3 separate regions of the Hordeum vulgare genome follow, and regions 1 and 3 are each linked to region 2. The links are chromatin contacts, called in public Hi-C maps. All regions are on one chromosome and are shown on one strand. Each heading gives the region's core, a stretch centred on a gene start, on an enhancer-like site or on the middle of the called end of the contact. The rest is flanking DNA. Distances are from core to core; before and after follow the strand shown.

What was found. Hi-C and Micro-C count contacts between places; a contact is called where the count stands out from the background.
Region 1: a Hi-C map of seedling shows a contact between it and region 2, with 4 times the contacts expected there. The contact joins the promoter of LOC123402005 here to the promoter of LOC123402509 in region 2. A contact is called at or near these places in 2 of 6 Hi-C or Micro-C datasets (leaf and seedling).
Region 3: a contact with region 2 is called in a Hi-C map of seedling, with 4 times the contacts expected there. The contact joins the promoter of LOC123402198 here to the promoter of LOC123402509 in region 2. A contact is called at or near these places in 1 of 6 Hi-C or Micro-C datasets (seedling) and 1 of 1 datasets of contacts at active chromatin or transcription factors (embryo).

What each region holds. Positions count from the first base shown.
Region 1 is chr6H:375,936,989-375,940,615 of MorexV3_pseudomolecules_assembly, reverse strand. LOC123402005 (glycolipid transfer protein 1) reads left to right here and starts at 1,541. Exons shown (of 7, transcript XM_045095856.1): 1 at 1,541-1,743; 2 at 1,948-2,075; 3 at 2,829-2,884; 4 at 3,032-3,162; 5 at 3,259-3,394. The coding sequence starts at 1,958. It overlaps LOC123402305 (60S ribosomal protein L14-1-like), which reads right to left and starts at 1,279. Exons shown (of 5, transcript XM_045096205.1): 1 at 1,176-1,279; 2 at 978-1,079; 3 at 314-443; 4 at 112-224; 5 at 1-25. The coding sequence starts at 1,178.
Region 2 is chr6H:375,260,692-375,264,438 of MorexV3_pseudomolecules_assembly, reverse strand. LOC123402509 (protein G1-like3) reads right to left here and starts at 2,125. Exons shown (of 3, transcript XM_045096431.1): 1 at 1,649-2,125; 2 at 1,481-1,557; 3 at 311-1,241. The coding sequence starts at 1,233. The coding sequence ends at 619.
Region 3 is chr6H:375,831,778-375,835,852 of MorexV3_pseudomolecules_assembly, reverse strand. It overlaps LOC123402198, which reads right to left and starts at 1,672. Exons shown (of 9, transcript XM_045096078.1): 1 at 1,266-1,672; 2 at 1,098-1,207; 3 at 897-969; 4 at 155-332. The coding sequence starts at 1,469.

The DNA.
Region 1 (3,627 bases), core at 292-2,791, 680 kb before region 2:
GCTCTTGCCTGATAGCACCACCCCTCTGTTCATATGCACAATGACGGTGTAAGTAAGCAGGTGAAAAAGGCATGCACTTCACTAAAAAACCATATGGTAGGATTTCCTCACCTTAATCTTAGCCAACATGACCTTGAACCTGTCAAAGTCATTCAGCGATGCTCTTCTCTTCTGAACAATAAGCTTCTTGCCCCAGGAGCTGTTCTCCCATTTGGTTTTCACATCTACAAAATGGCACCATGAATTCAAATAAGCATCAACTGAAGAAATATCGTAACATTGCAGATGCGAGTATCACAAGATTGGTAATTACCAGCTTCCTCCATGGCCTTGATCAAAGTTGCCTTTTTGGGGATACGCTTGATGTCAATCTTGATGTCAGTCAGTGAAAGACGCTTGAAGTTCATCTGGCACCTGATCATATCAGGAGCGTCGACGAGTGCCTGATTCAAGGAATGTAACAAAGTAATGAGACTCAGTATTCATAGGACCACAACATAACTAACCAGAATTAGAAAACACAGAGAAGAGCAGACTGCTACAGACTTGATGCAAGATCATATGATAACTATTAACAAGCATATGAAGTATATTTTTATAGGTAAACAGAAATAAGACGATTGATATTGAAAGCTATGCAAGATACAACAACTATCACGGTAAACAGCATTGTCAGCTAACCCCAGGTATTGCTCTATACATCACCTCGGTAATGGAACTGCGACCGACCATTTGCACAAAAGCGCAGAGGTTACAGCTAATAATAAACTAACAGAACAATTTCTAGGATGTGCCAATCCATTTGGTGTTCATTAGAAGCTACACTAATAAAACCAAATAGATCCCTACATTTCTACCGCAGAACAAACCATACCAAAAGATTTCCTACCACCAAACAGAGCATGCTATATAGAACTCTAGATCTACTACCCCACCACAGCACGTCGAAGCTGCAACCAGCGTAATCAGGCACTCACCCGGTTCTGGTCGACGACGTCGACGATGACGACGAGGCGGCCGTAGTCCTTGCCGTAGTTCACCAGGGCCACCCGCCCGATCTCGACGAACCTCTTGAACGGCTGCACGCAAAGCACAAGCACCGAGCACCATCAAAACACGCGTCGCCGAAAAACCTTACTGGAGCCGCACAGATCAAAGGCGGCCGACCCACGTACCATCTTTGCGGCGGCGAGGAGCGAGACGGCGACGATAGGCGGGTGGGCGGGCAGAAAGGCAAGAGGAGCTAGGGTTCGGCGGCGAGAGCCAATTATAAAGGCAGCGTGCAAGCCCCGGTGAGCCCGTGGATCGTGACGCGAGCTCTGCTGGCCGTCCGATGCAGGTCAGAGGGGTTTGTGGGGGGTTTCCCGGGTTTCTGGGCCTTGGAATGAATAATGGGCCCTGGTAGAGTCGTCGTCTCTAACTCACTCACTACTTTTATTATTGGGCTTGCCTAAAAAAACTACTTTATTGGGCGTATGTGCAAAGAGCCCAAATTAGGCCTCGCACACGAAGCAGCAGTCGCCTCGCACACGCGGCCGGGTCACAGAGATTCCGCGGTAGTAAAAAGAGATCAGTGCGGGGTCGTGGCCTCCACTCGGCATCTTCTTCCTCCCCCACATCGCACTTCCTCCCCTGCTAGATTCCTCCCTCCGCCGACCGGCAGGGCCTCTCTCCTGCAGTTCCCTCGCCCAAGTTCGCACGAGAGAAGGCCAAAAGCACCGCAGTTTGCGAGATCGTGGAGCGGTGAGTTTACTAGCTGCGCTGTGAGTTTCGGATCTGTTTCTTTCTTTCCCGTAAGGTTAGATCAGCGACGGTTTCTTCTCTTTGCATTTGTTGACTTGGGATGGCAGCCCATGCGGTTTTGATCCCATCCTAGTAGTTGTAAGATTATTGCCGGATCAGCGGTTCTGAGCGTGGTGGGTTGATGCATTTTGTTGGTTCTTGCAGGTAGGGGGAGATGGCAGAGACGGTATTCAGCCCGTGTTTGGAAGGGATGAACCATGTCAGGTCGGACAGCGGGGTCATGCTGTCCAAGCCCTTCCTTGATGTCTGCAAGCAAATCTTACCTGTCTTGGGTAACTCCCTCTGCTCCTATTTCCCATGATCAATCCACCTCTTTGTCATGCGTTCTTGGAGTAGTAAACAGCACGAGGCTGGGCTCAGTAGGTGAGGTGCTTTACTGAATTTCTGATTACTTGCCGTGTTTAGTTCAGTAGTAGGTTGGAGTACTAAAATTAATACACATATAACATTGCCGAAACAAGTTGCTCGGCACTACCATCGTCAGTGGACAATTTTTTTTGCTGCCCTTGAGATTTTGTAGTTCTAACTAAGTAGTACGTAACAAATAGGGCTTTCAAACTAGTGTCAACCTTTTTGCTAATTTAGCTTTCAAACTATTTCAACCTTTTTTGCAAAAGTCGTGTTTTGTTTGTGCTGGGTTGCTCCAAATTGTTTGATAGTCCTCCAAATACTATTTGATACATCTGTTACTTGAGCAGAATTTATTTGTGACCTGTGAGAGAACAAGTTAGGTTTGTTGTGGTCCAGTAAAGCCGTCTTTTGTATTCTCAAAGTTTTTGTTGTGTGCTGGTAAATCTTAAAGTTTTCTTGTACCAGTCTGTGCTGTGCTTTTGTAAGTCGAAGCAAGTCCCTAATTGAAAACTTTTGTGTTGGCCCAAACTGCACAGGCCTACATCAAATATCTTCTAGCCTGGCAAGTGTGGCTAACCTTTTGTTTTGGTTGAGTCTTAGTGGTATTTCTGAAACAAGAAATTCCTTCAGTGTGTCTTATTTTCCATTTGTTCTTCTCTGCTTTTGAACACCAGATAAATTTGGTGCTGCTATGGCAATTGTGAAGAGTGATATTGGAGGAAATATCACGGTAAGGATCCTATCTTCAAAAACCTATGAATAAGAATTTACATTTCATGTTAGTAAGTATTGATGTTGTCATGTTTATGTAATAAAGCATATCTGCCTCAGATTGCTATTTCTTTTCCTGATGACTGTCCTCATTCTCTCCTGTCAGAGGTTGGAGAACAAGTACTCTTCAGACCCAGCAAAATATGAGCACTTGTACACCATGGTCCAAGAAGAAGTTGAAAAGAAGACCGCAAAAGGTTCATCAAGCTGCACCAATGGACTTCTATGGCTCACGAGGTTCTTCAATTTCTCTTGCGTAATTTGCCTCTTCTACTGCAGCTTAATTGACATCCCATTGGTGTACTTGTGTTTACTCATAGCTTTTGCCTTCAGGGCCATGGACTTCCTTGTTGAACTGTTCCGTAATCTGCTTGACCATCCAGACTGGACTATGAGTCAAGCATGTACTGATTCATACACAAAAACTCTGAAGAAATGGCATGGCTGGCTCGCCAGCTCCAGTTTTACGGTATAATATTCCACATGTTGAGTCACATAATCGGCACATACATGGTGTCATCATGAACTAAGCAATTATAGTGCTATTCAGTAGCTATTGCTGAAGCACTTGTTATCAGAGGATGGATTATCTAGTTTGCATTTAGTGTCTGAAGAAATATTTCATTATCGTAGATGCATAAAGTAAAGGGACAACTAGTGTTATCCAATTGAAGGCACCATAGATGAATAAACCTTGGCTAC
Region 2 (3,747 bases), core at 876-3,375:
GCAAAGCTAGCGATATTGAATTCTTGTTTCAAAAGATACGGAAGGAATTTATGTACGTACATACACCAAGGTGAAGGTAATGCTCACGATCACGATTCACGAGTGTGCCAGAAGACTACAGCAAGGAGGGAGAGAGAGAGGGAGACAGGGATCGCCAGATGCAATGCACCTCATGCATCGATCGATCGATCTCTTGCGTGCGCAGCGTACGGTCACCATACGCACACGCACGCTATCTCTATAAACTTGAGGACAAAGTACGTACTATATGTACGTGTTACCATGAGCAGTGAGACATAAGGCAGGCATGTGCGTAATCCAATGATCAGTCAATGGCATTCACTTACTTGGAAGAACAAAGTTCAAGACAAAAATTAAGGTGGAGAAAGCTTGGAAGTAGAAAGCAGAAGCAAATAACTAGCAAATGTACGTACGTAGCACGATCAATAAAAGTCTGAATCATCTAGCTAGTCTAGATCTTAAGCCCGGCAGAATGGTAGTAAAACATCAATGCATGCATGCACAAGCAATTAATCGATCGAGACCTACATAAAATATGCTCATCATCGGTCCGGCATACCAAATGGGCACGTGCGCAGTACATGTCCCCTCTCCTCCTCAGCAGGCCGCACCGGCGGGGGGCGGCGGCGGCGGGGGTAGAGGCTGGTGGCTGCCGCTACCGCTGGCGTCATCAGGCGTCGGCTTCTTGCGCTTCTTCTTCTCGTAGCTGACGCCGCGCGCGCGAGCCTGGTGCTCGCGGACCTCGCGGAGGAATAGGCGGACCGCGCGGGCGGCGAAGGGGTTTGACTCGGGGCGGCCGCCGTGCTCCTCGAAAGCGGCGCGAAGGCGTCCCACGAGCGCGTCGAGGCTCCCCCACGCCTGACGCAGTGGGCAGGGGCAGGGCGCCGGCGGGTTCGGGTGGCCGAAGAAGGGGCACGACGCAGTGTGGACCTTGGTCTTGCCGAACTGGTCCAGGTACCGCAGAAACTCCAGCACGTGCGCGCCGCTGCACTGCGCAAGGCTCAGCGGCGGCCGGTGGTTCCGCAGGTACTGCCCGAACGTGTTCCAGTCCCGCCGCTTCTGCGCCTCGTACCGGCTGGGCGTCTGCGGCGTGCCTCCACCCCCAGCCGACGAGGACGCCCCGCCACCGCCGCTAGATCCACCGGCTCCGCTGCCGCTGCCGCCACCGCCGCCCGGGGCATTCGGGCTCTCGGGGTTTGGCGACAGGTCCATGGATCAACCTGACGCCCAAGAGAAACAAGCTCCGCCATTATAGTACACGAAAGATGAAGGTAGCTGATGAATGCGTGCGTATTTGAGGCTGGTGGTGCACACTCCGCTCCCTCCCTCCCTCCCTTGGCTCTGTGTGCGTGTGTGAAAGGGATGTATGTATGCCAACCGATATACTCCCAAGATATGTGCATACACATGTGCGAGACGGCCGGATTCTTTTACCGGAGTGGTTACATGCTCAACATACCTTTCCTCACGGCGGGGCGCGGCTGATCCCTTTTTCGAGGGAGCGTCGGCGGGAGGTGAAGAAACTGGCTCGAGAATCTGCAGGGGAGGGTGGAACAGGTGGATATATAGAAGTAAGTCTGAGAAGAAAAAAAAGCTAACGCAGAAATTAGCTTGCTTTGCCACTTACCCCTCCTGTCCTCAAGTAGCAGCAGTAGTGGTCGTTGCTATGCTCATAGGTCCATTAATCTGACCTAAGCTGCTCCTGCTGCAGCTGGCCAGAGCTTGTTGTTCGAACACGAAACCTTCTTCATGTGCTGGAATAGCCTTGAAGGGATTGCATTGGCATGCTGCCGCTGCTATTTTTAGGTGGGGTACAGGGTGCGGTGGATGGATTGTTTGGCCTAAAAAAGGGGGGGATCTGTGAAGTGAGTGAGAGATGGAGCAGGGACGTAGAGAGAGAGAGAGAGGGGGGAGACGGTAGGACAGATACAGAGGTGCAGCACTGTTAGGGCTTTTAGGTGAAAGAGGGGGGGAAGAGGGAGACACTGTTGAGTGCGAGGTGAGAGGTGACATGACTAAAGGTGAAATCCTTTTATTTTCCATCCATGTCCATGGTGGGGGAGGAGGAGAAAGCGAGCGAGCGAGCAAGGGGCACCTCCCCAACCCCCCCTGTCCCGGTCTCTCTCGCCAGTCGCCACCACCTCTTCCATTTGTATAGCTCCCCAGCAGTGGTGGGATGTCCTTTGCGCCGTCTTCACCCGTCGACCGGGACACGGACGGCTGAGATCGTCCCGCGGAAGAGTCCAAGCTGCTCGGCGCAGCTCCATCACGCACGCACAGGAACATATCTGAGGGCGTCCAGCATCCAATGGACGGCCCGTAAAGTGGTGGGGCCCGGTCATGTCCGTACGATTGGAGACGGCCAGGGGCCTACCGCGCAGAACACCATGAATGGCCGCGCGCGCGGCTGCATGTCCATGTGAGGAGACGACAAACATGAAACTCCGCCCCAGCCTAACGCACGTATGAAATGCTTCCGCATAAAACCGCGGTGCATGATTATTAACCAAAGGAATTCTCATCTTTTTAGGACTCGTGTCCGCATCCATATTCATCGTCATTTAGAAAGATGATTCATGTCGTGCCGCCGCATGTGGCAGGTAGTACTGACCAACTAGTTTATAGATGATACAAAATCTGCCAACTTGCAAAAAAGAAAAAGAAAACATGCTTCCTTTTCGTCGAGGGAAAATAAGTCAGAAGATAATTGTGTAGATTTTTTTGTAGTCCCTTTTACTTTGCTGTTGCTGTTAAAGAATATATCGACTTTGTTATCATACGAGCCTTTCCTTGTCCCACATGGATTGTTTTCCAATTTTTACTATTTGTCTCGGCATTATCCTACAACTACCTCATTTTCTCGATACAACAACCTTGAAATATCGTGTACAGCAGCAATTGCGTACATATAATACTAACTGAGTAACATCACGATTCAACACAAAAGTAAACCAGAAAAATAAAACTGTTTGTCTTAAACATTGGATTGTTGTGTTCAGTCTAACTTGAGTCTTGAACTACAAGAAATTTAATACTTAGTCCTAAACTTCTAAATCTGTTTAATATGAACTCTTGCTCTCGTTTTGTGTTTCATGACTCTTACAAATATGAAAACAATGATGGTTGATTATTTCTCTCTTATACAAAATTTGAAAGTATAAACCATGTATTTCTTCTGATATTTCTATTTATAACTCAAATGTCTAGGGTACCAAAACCAAGTTATATGCGCGTACGGGTCAACTGTTGAATTAAAATTGCTGCAAGGACTAGAATACATACCATAGAAAAACTGTATGTATTATTAACTTCATGTGGTTATATACATGACACTTCTCGAAATTTACATCTCAATGAAAAATGTTTGTATTTACTTCAAAGTTACATTGACTAAGCGTAATATCACCTTCACGTATGGTTATACATATAAAAAATACACATGACTTATTGTAAGATAATAATTAACATCATTGGTAAACAGATGAGTTTTCAAAGAACTTTTGCGCCTTAAACATGTTATACTTGAAAATAAGTGTATTTATTTTAGTATTAATGTTTTTTGTGCATTTTTTTCTGTCTATCATGTCAAGTGACATCTATCCCGGTGTTCCGCAGTTATATTTAATCTAGCTATCTTGCTGATAAAAGGTTATCCCAAACTTTCCATTTAAGTAGGCGGATGTGTGGATGAAATTAAAAGCCCACCACCTGCATGGTACATGCAAA
Region 3 (4,075 bases), core at 423-2,922, 570 kb before region 2:
CTGGGAGAGGGAAGGTGCTTTGGCTGTTTGTTAGCTTCATTGCTAAGAGAGACAGGTAACAAAAATATTGCATTACCATGTTTTGCATTCAAATATAGATCAGAGAAGTGCAACCTTTGGTAAAATTCCCTATAAAATACGACTGAGAGCTTACTTTCAGGCCACTCAGCTAACGTCGGATCCTCCCAGCATTGCCCAGCTGCCTTTCGAGGAACTGCCTTTTTGTTTGCTTCAACTTTCTTGTCTTTGTCATTATCCGCAATAGCAGCCTTCACAGTGGCGAGAGCCTCAGGGCTGATTATCTGCAAATCTCTTTGGAACAATTGTTGTGCCTGTATAATAATATATCATAATTGGCTACTTATTAGTACTCATTAGGAGATTCGGTACTTACTACCAGTTTAAGAATATAAAGGGCATTTTCAATAACCTATCTACGAAACAAGCCTCCAATGTTAATATCATATAAACTCATCACTTAGCAGTTAGCACCCTTGTCTTTGCATAAACCATACTCCTTCCGTGACTTAATATAAGACCTTTTTTTTACACTGTCGTAGTGTCAAAAAGACAGTGTTTAGAAAACGTCTTATATTAAGTTACAGAGGGAGTATAAAAAAATATTAGACCAGCAGGGGAGGCACACGCGGCATTATATTAAGAGAGAATGTGAGACACCACAGCGCTCCCACCACAGAGGTTGAACTCAGGTCAGCAGGTTACAAGGGGGGTATAACCTATCTGGATGCATCAAACCTCATGGTGATGAGCTAAGAAACACAGCGCAACATGAATTGGCTTGCACTTGAGCATTTACGATTCCCCTGGGTCTTCCTAGGACAAAACTAAGACGGATAATTCAGCTTATCCATCCATTCTTTGGTCAGGTCACTCACCGTGGAACCAATATATGGCAGAAGAGTGGATGTCTTATGACGAGAAGCCGATGATAGTCTACCAAACTGAGCTCTGTCACCATAGACATTACTCATCAGATCACCCATATGCCCTAAACCCTAATCAAACATGAAGGGATGCTAGCAATGAAGTACAATAAATAGCGAAATACTAGTGCAGCTTTGGATGCGTTTTCGAACCTAAAACAACAGAGCGCGCCCCCCAAGCCTCGGAAGCCGCACAGCGGCGTCCAGATCCTCCCCGACCACCTCAGCACACTACGCCAACAAATTGCAGGAAGGATCCATCCCTGGAGCAAATTACAAGGGGAAGCTCTGGAACAGATTACGCGAATGGGGAGTTATTACCTGCTGGACTTGGGGCATGGGGTAGACGGCGTTGTACGCCGGGGCAGGCTGCGCGGGGGCCACCGTCGGCCAGGTGGGGTACTGCGAGGTCTGAAGGTGGAAGGGCACGGGGAAGTACGACGGAGCCGTCGCCGCCGCCGCCGCGGTAGCAGGGTACGGGAACTGCGGGGACGCGGAGGCGGGCGACATGGACTGCGTCGACATGATCTGGGACTGGGGTGGAGATGCCGCCGGGAACGCAAAGGGCTGGAAGGTTGGATCACGCGGTGTTCGCCTCAGACGCGGTTGCGGCGATTGGAACGGCACTCGGTGTAGTATTGCTTTGTGGAACCGGAAGTAGGGGAGGCCGAAGTTACTAGACACTAGTCATGGACTCATGGGGGAGGAATAAGAACGCTCTCGAAGCGGTTTTTCTTCAGGGATCGAGGCGTTTCTTTTCTGTTAGGTTGAACGCTCTCGAAGGGTTACCGGTGGCATAATCTCTACTATTAAATCTTTACTATTAAAGGGAGATCGAACGTCGTGATGGTTCAACCAGAGGGATGGTTCGACCTCTCGTTAGCTCGTCCCCCCACCTTCAGCGTCCTCCTACCGCTAGCCTTTTCACTGTTCCACCGATTTTTTTAATCCATCCATAAACCAAGCGATAAACCAACCGATTAGTTCAATAAAAAACCCTTAGTACATTGACAACCATCGACAGAAAAAATCTCAGGGTCGCACGATAAAAAAAATCTGAAAACCAACCCATCGCGCACCCACGTTCTGCTAAACACGAAAAGAACCCATCCCTAGATCCTGATCTCGTCTCTGTCCTCTCTCCCGATCTCGTCTCCGTCCGCTCACTCCCGATCCGATCTCCTCAAAGACGGCCTTGCGCATGCGGTTTTAGAAGAGCCTGGAAACGGCGTCATCGGCAAGGGCAGCGAGGCCGCGCAGCAGTCGATCACGGCGGCAAGGGTGAGACGCGTCGGCGCGTCACGGCGACGTGGATCTCATCGCAATACATCTGGGAAGCGGCGACTTTCACTTCCGCTGACATAACCTTATCGACTGAGGGGCGACAGCTCAGTGACGGCACGATCTCCTTCAACCTGGCGGTAGTATGATGAAATCCATCCCGCTCATGCTTCTGGTTGATTTGGTTTTCTTGCATGGGTGTTTTTATTTTGCAGGAAAGGTCGAGACAAAAGGCAACTGCAAATCGTTCGTTGTATATCGGCATCCTATGTCACATCTCGGCAGTCAAAGATCACTGAGATGGACATTGTGAGGAATCCGGGAGGGCACCAACAAATCAAGGAAACAAAAATATCAAATTTGATAATCAGAGTATTAGCTAGATATCAAGAATCAAGATGGAAACTGAACAAAGAATCGAGGCACTACTAGCTCTGTCTTGACGTAATATAGGGTGTTAATTATTTACGAGAAGTTTAGCTTTTTCTCTTCTCTCACGATATGTAGTTTCACCTTTCCTCTTTGATAGATGATCACCATATTTATTTTCAGTGATGGAATGATGAAGCCATTGCTCTGACATGGGAGCTAAATCAATTTAGGCCTTGTCCAGCATGGGCGTCAGCTTTAGCTTCCAGGTCGATGTCATTTTTCCCGGCGGAGCCAAGGATTTTTGTTTGCGTCGTGTCTAATCAGTCGTCGGGTGCCAGCTATATTCTACGGCGAGGGATGGTTTTTTTTTTCATCGCGCAAGTACCTGCAGCGTCGGACTCCTAGAGCTGCAACATTGGACTCCTAGACCTGCAAGCGCCTGCAGCCTGGTGTCCCTGATGCGTTTGCACCCTCTCGTGGGCGTGGACATCCGCTTCGTCCCCTTCGACTGCGGTGAGTTCCTTACTTTCCTCCTCCGCGTGGAGATGAGTTCCTTACTTAACTTCACTGTGTTTCTTTGACTAATTATTATAAGAAGGCATGGGAAGTCACCCAGTTTGTGTGTGGAAATGCCTGGATTATTGTATGGTCATAGCGTTTGTTGGATGTGTTAGTAGTAAAATAGAGTTGTGGTCATATCGTTTTTTGTACTGGATTCCTGCATTTTGCCAGCAGCTTCCATTGTGTTGCTTAGAGTTCTGACTGCGGTTGCTTCTCATGGGGTCAAAAGAAGGTATAAGTACGAGTCGATGCTTAATTTCTGTCATGTTTCGTACTTAACACTGTTATTTCTAGCAGAAGGGGCAACTGGGGCATGGTCGCATGGCAACTCTCTTCCATAACCTGCCAACTGAGGTTTCAGAAATAGAGATATCAAAGTAGGAGAATCTTGTGCGTTTCCCCTCATTTTAATTTTGTAATCAATTGTGTATGGTATTGTTGAATCAATGAATATATAGCATCCAACATACATGAACTGAATAGTCCCACAACATTTAGATGCTTCCTCGACATGTTTCTAAATGCTAATTAGCAGTTGTCAACTCTTCAGATACAACATAATTATAGCGGGTCTTGGAATAAATCATACGGTCAAATCGTGATGGTAAGTTTTGATGTATCATTAGGGAGCATTAGAGGCAGGGGCAGGGACTTACTTTTGTGTTGTTGTAGTGCACGCCTGGACCGGCATACACTTACTTGATGTTATTTTGAGATTGCTCTATGGCACAACCATTTCTCTTGGACGAGAGCTCTGCACTTAGCCTCCTATGGGTTTGTCATATGGGAAATCGTATGAATCATTTGTGTAATAATTATCCATATGAAAAATTCAAGAACAATTGTTCTGATCAAACCCGTGTCAAGCCAATGCCAAGTTTGATTTGTATTACTAAAAGGGGAAAAAATGGAACACT